Regions from separate parts of the Drosophila melanogaster genome. Here region 1 is linked to region 2. A link is a contact called in public HiChIP or PLAC-seq data. All regions are on one chromosome and are shown on one strand. The core of a region is the stretch at or near the end of the contact, and the rest is flanking DNA. Distances in the headings are between cores, read along the strand shown.

Region 1 (2,700 bases), core at 63-2,562, 360 kb after region 2:
CTACCTCAAATTCTATGTTTTCAGTGTTAGATACCCTGTGTTAAATCTAGAGGCAGGTTAGCTAAAATCTACTCTACTGTTACTTATTTATTTCATTTAATAGTTAGCTCCTATAGCTTGCGATTATCGATCTGACTTACCACATGCAGCAGCTCGAGCGTGGATTTATCAGCGCCGGGATCGTAGAGCTTGGCCGTCGACTCGACCGTCGAGTGAGCGACGCACCAGATTATGACCGCCGATGCAATTAGTCCGCCCGTCATCGCGAGACAATGCCGTCGGGTGAAATGCGAACGCGGCATTTTGTTGGCCCGGCTTTATAGGCGTAGAATTGCTAGGGGATCGGATCTGCGATTCTCCGAGTCACCGAATCTCCGTATCTGAACTTTGGGCTGGTTCTGGTTTCACAAGCTTCGGATTTGGTTGTTGGTAGTCGCGTTGGTCTCGAGACAGATCGAAGACTAACTCGTTGAGATCGCTCTTGGCTTTGACTTTTTGTTAATTTTTCGTTTATTCGACAGGTTTGCGGGTGGTGAACGGGTTTCGTGCCCCAAACCAATAGCTCTGGTTTCTCCGAGTGTAGGGCCAGCACTATCTTCTATTTGCCGTGGACTAAATACTATGCGATACTCGCATTGGGACTTTGGCATTCGACTTTTCCGAGGGTCGCACGCGACTGTCTTTGTGTACTATCATCGGCCAGACTGCGGGAAATATCATTGCAGAAGTCGAAAAGGCATGGCTCTTTTATCGTTCCATTATCGCCAAATGCTTTCGTCACCGTCGCTCTTGTTACTTCTATTATTCCATTTGTTATTTGCTATTGTATGTGGCGGGCGGTCTTTTGTACGAATATATATAAACATATGCTTGTTTGACTGCGCTGAAAAACCAAACACCGACGCAACGCCGCAGCGATTGAGGCGTTTTAAAACGCGGTCGCGACTTTTAATTTATATGAACTTTTGGATTCGCGCCGTTTGCTTATTTTTTGATGCTTAGCGCCGCCGCCAACTCGAAATACCAACGAATTTGTCATCGAAACTGCGTGTGTAAATTACTTTGGATATAAATCGATTAGCTTCTGGATCCGGCAATATGTTAATTTCGCATCATCCATTCTCGTTGCTTAATTGCCGGAATTATATATTGGCTTTGGTTGGGGCTTGGCTAAAACAACTGATTTACGGTTTGGAAGACTGGAAGTTTTCGAAAAACAATGTCCATCTGGTATAATTACATACTGCCCTTTTGTTTGAATTTGTTTTGCTTTTTTGTGAGTTACTTCCGATTCAAGTGAGTGGAGCTTCGAATGCCAACTGTTTGAATTTTAATGAGAGCGAATTAACTTTATATGATGGATGTGCGGACTTAAGGGAGAGGGTAGATTAAGATGTTCATGATAAATGTGTTAATTATCCAGAGAAATATCATTACAGTCATTACACTCATGCTGGTCATAAATGCTCACTTGACTTATAAATAACATATTTTATAAACTCTCTGAGGTGTTTTCTTTCCAAAATATGCGGCTTGAAAATTATTAATTCACATCAAAATGTAACATTTTTGAAATAGTATATAGCGAGGTTCTTTAAATCGAAACCAAGTGTGCAAATATTGTTTGAGTATATATTTGTCGTAAGAACTTTTCTTAGAATATCCGTAGCCCAAAAGTATGCACTGCCTAAACTATGATGCTTAAGTAGTAAACAAAAAGTAAATCCATTAATTTAATAAGGTAAGAAATATTGTGTTACTTTAACGATTATAAAAGGATCTTTTTATTATGTTTTATTGAGCAAGAAAATAGTGTGATAAATATTTATTTTATAGCCAAATGCTTAAATTAATAACTTTATGATCTGCCTCCTAACGCCGAGTATCATTATAAAACTAGTTGCACTCACACTTCCAAACTTAATTAGTTAATGATACATCCCAAACGTGCCAATCATCCAAACACTGAAATTAAGTTACACGAAGCAGTTACACAATTACATATATTCATTTAGTAAGTAACATTAATACTGTATACTAGATCACTAATCATGATTAATCAGCATTCTAGTGATAGCTTATCTTAGCGCCGCCTTGAGTTCCCTTCGCTTTGCACAACTCTGCATAAGGCGCATCGGGAATTATGTCCTTGGTAAGTTCCAATAACTTGCCAATGGGACACTGTTTCTCGCAGCCGGGAATCTGCAGCTGCTGAGGCTCCTTGTGGGGATCGTTTTGGAAGTAGATTTCCAGGAAATACTCCCCAGTTTGCGGGTTTTGATGCAGCTCAAATGCAATCAACGACGAGAAGCGGGGCATCTGAGCCTCCCAAACATTCAAGGCGGATAGCACATTTGTGATGGTCCAATCGTGACCGCAGGAAAGGAACATCTTGCGATTGGCTGGCTTCAATGCTCCGGAGATCCTGTCCTGCATTTGCTTCAACAGCAGCTCCACGAAGAAACCCCCTTTCATTTTGCGCTGCTCGGTCGTATAGGCATCGTAGACATATGACTTTTCAGCCAAGGGTAGCATCTTCTCCGGAAAGTAGTCATTGGTCCACGAGGGCAACTGCAGGCCGAAAGTCTGTTCACAGAGCAGGGTGATGAACACATTGGTGACATCGTGGGCATGGGTAATATTGAGTCCGGTGTGAGTGGTCAGTTCGCGTAGTAAATCCGAGCTCTCGGCATGCAGCTT
Region 2 (2,700 bases), core at 100-2,599:
TGAAATGCAGATGGCCTTGGACGGCTTAGCCCCTGGCTCCACTTTGAATGCTCCAATGCTCCGCCCAAAATAGTCTCGCTAAACTCTTAACAAAACTGCGAATAGTTGTGTGAATGGCGATGGCGGCTCAGCCTTGGGTGAAATCTCTGTAACTTGGCCATAGAATTTCCAAGTCAAAGGAGCCCAGAGTCAAACGGACCTCATTGTTCCTTTTAACATTTTGGATTCTGACCTCGAATCAAAGCTGATTTGGCAGTTTCTCCCAGCTTGCATGTTAACAAAGCAATGGAAGGCGGAAGTCTTTAACGGCACGAGTTTCGTTAAGTAAATGTAAACTAACTAATATTTAATATTGATATTTATGTGTATGCTGGGTGTTGCACAATTCATTAAGCATTTTAAGGATATTATTCAAATTTTAAAATTATTTTTGTTAAATTTTGAATAAACTGAGAAACATCCGTGCTTTTGCGTTTTACGGAAACTAGAAAATGGTGAACAGGTTCCTTAGAATCATAAAATGTTTAATTTATTTGTTTTGCAATTAAATAAGCAGAAACAAAATAATGTATAACCCATGAGTCCCTTATATGAACTGATGAAACTGTGTATAGCTGACTTGTTCAATCTAATAAGAATATTTTCGTCCTAAACAAATAGTACCCTTGATTTCCGTCTAACATTTAGTTATAATTCATAATTCATCATTGATATTCAGGCAAGTGAAGCGAATTTAAAGTAATTGAATTCAGTTGCATGCTGCATTTCCTTCCGCTTCTGACTAATTTCTCCCATCGAATGTGCTTTAGTATTCCCTTTAATCTAACCATTTTACTATTTTAGTTGCCCAGATGGGTTGAACCCAACAAAACGGCTGACTTTGCACGGTTGATGAGTTAATGTCCTGTGTTAATTAAATGCCACAGACGCTCCTTGGGGAAGTGCATGCTGGCGGAGTTATTCACCGACCTAAGACCTTTAAAGCCGCTGTATTCAGTGTTCTGCTGGTCATGTAGCCGTCTTGGCCTGCCATTTAAAGTCAGTGGGCTGACACAATCTAATGTTGGCTTTGCATGTTCCACAGCCAACTAACGAACTGGTGGTAACAAGGTTAGTTGGCAACTGATTCGGCCTGCTTAGTTAGTCCCTTTTCCCCGAAAAGAAGTTCACTCCCTGTTCGCACGTTTTAATAGTGGTTTGTTGGTTTTCCTGAATTTTGATCGTTGTGTTATTCAAATATGTAGACACTCACACACGCACACACATTGGCTGCCAATCACAGTGGCAAAGAATTTCCACTCCTTGAATTTGGGAAGCAACTCCCCACCAAACTGGTTTCTGTTCTTTTCTTTCTTGGTTTTTTCTTTCTTTTATTTTCCTTTTTTTTTTTTGCTGTAGACCAACTCCTGGCCGAAACCGAATCGAAGCTAAACCGAAACTAAATCGAAGTCCCAAGTGTCGGGAGCGAACGATTCTGGCGTAGACGTCCGTTCGGGCACAGCTTGAGCAACAAACTGTTGGCCAAAAGGATTTTTTGGTTTCTGGAGTCGGCCAAAGCTCGTGGAGCTCGTGTTTGGGGCACGCTGTTGCTATTGGCAGTGAAAGCTTTCCCAGTGTTTTGCCCCCACCTCCCGGTGGTTTGCCACCACTTTCCACCGCTTTCCATGTGCGGCAGGACACGTGCGAAGCTTTTAGCACGTGAGCCATGTGTGTTTTATGCCTGGACAATGGCCGTGTGGCATTTTCGAAAAACCTTTCTCAACAAGTGGAAAGCTTTCAATTTGCTACTAATTAGCGCCTGTCAACTAATTGAATTTTCATGGCCACGCCAACGGACGGGCTCTAATTTCGCTTTTTTGGCAACTCTCGAAAAGTTTCAGCTGCGCTCACTTTCAACCTGTTGACCAGCTTACTGGCACCCAGTGGGCGGCACCGCATTCGTCCTTACTCGCCCTCGCTTGCCGAGCTGCGAGGACCTTGCCTTGCTCTTGAAAACGGCAGCTAGCAAGCGGCAGTCGGCTGAAATATTCATGCACGTAAGGTCATCGAAGCTATTTGGCTGCACTCCGCTCGGCTGGCACTAAAAATAAGTCGGTAAGTAGATATAAGTATAATTCGCGTAAGTTTTGCTTGGCAAGGCAGCCGAAAATTTCAAATTTCGTGCCTAATACTTTGGCAAGGACAAATGGAGTGTCCGATGGACAGCGATGGGGTTTATAATTGAAAAATAATTGAAATAATTGCATTTCGGACATTTCGTGCTACTTTCCTAGGGCCAATGTGATGATGATCGTCGCTTAAATTTTGATATAATTTTAATTTCTAGGGCTAGGCAGTAGAAACAATATTTATGTTGCATACTCACTTTTCCAACTACTAACAACGCTTAACTGAGCTCACCAAAATAAAACCAACTTATTGCGCTAATATAAGTGACACATTTTACAAACACGTTTTCAGGAATGAAGAGGACCTTCTAAATCATTTTCACTTTAAATTGTAACCACTAGTAGCATAGCTATTGGTTGAAGTTTTCTTTTGAAAGCTCGGAAATACCAGTATTTCAAAAATGGTCTTCACTTAAAGTAAGTGGTTGAGAACTTTGCTTGTAGTGCTAAATTAAGCTAATTAAAGCCAATTTAAACCATGCATTTTTTTGTATCGGTGACGGAGATTTTGCATACGTAGGTTGGGACTAAT

The links. HiChIP or PLAC-seq counts read pairs in DNA pulled down with a chosen protein or histone mark.
Region 1: a contact with region 2 is called in an H3K27ac HiChIP or PLAC-seq map of the Kc167 cell line, with 3 times the contacts expected there. The contact joins the promoter of CG9449 here to the promoter of CG14082 in region 2. A contact is called at or near these places in 2 of 107 Hi-C or Micro-C datasets (the S2 cell line and embryo) and 1 of 6 datasets of contacts at active chromatin or transcription factors (the Kc167 cell line).

The regions. Positions count from the first base shown.
Region 1 is chr3L:19,496,411-19,499,110 of dm6, forward strand. It overlaps CG9449, which reads right to left and starts at 1,313. Exons shown (of 5, transcript NM_001275119.1): 1 at 141-1,313. The coding sequence starts at 302. It overlaps CG9451, which reads right to left. Exons shown (of 5, transcript NM_001275121.1): 5 at 1,787-2,700. The coding sequence ends at 2,068.
Region 2 is chr3L:19,137,626-19,140,325 of dm6, forward strand. CG14082 reads right to left here and starts at 1,350. Exons shown (of 5, transcript NM_140836.2): 1 at 1,253-1,350.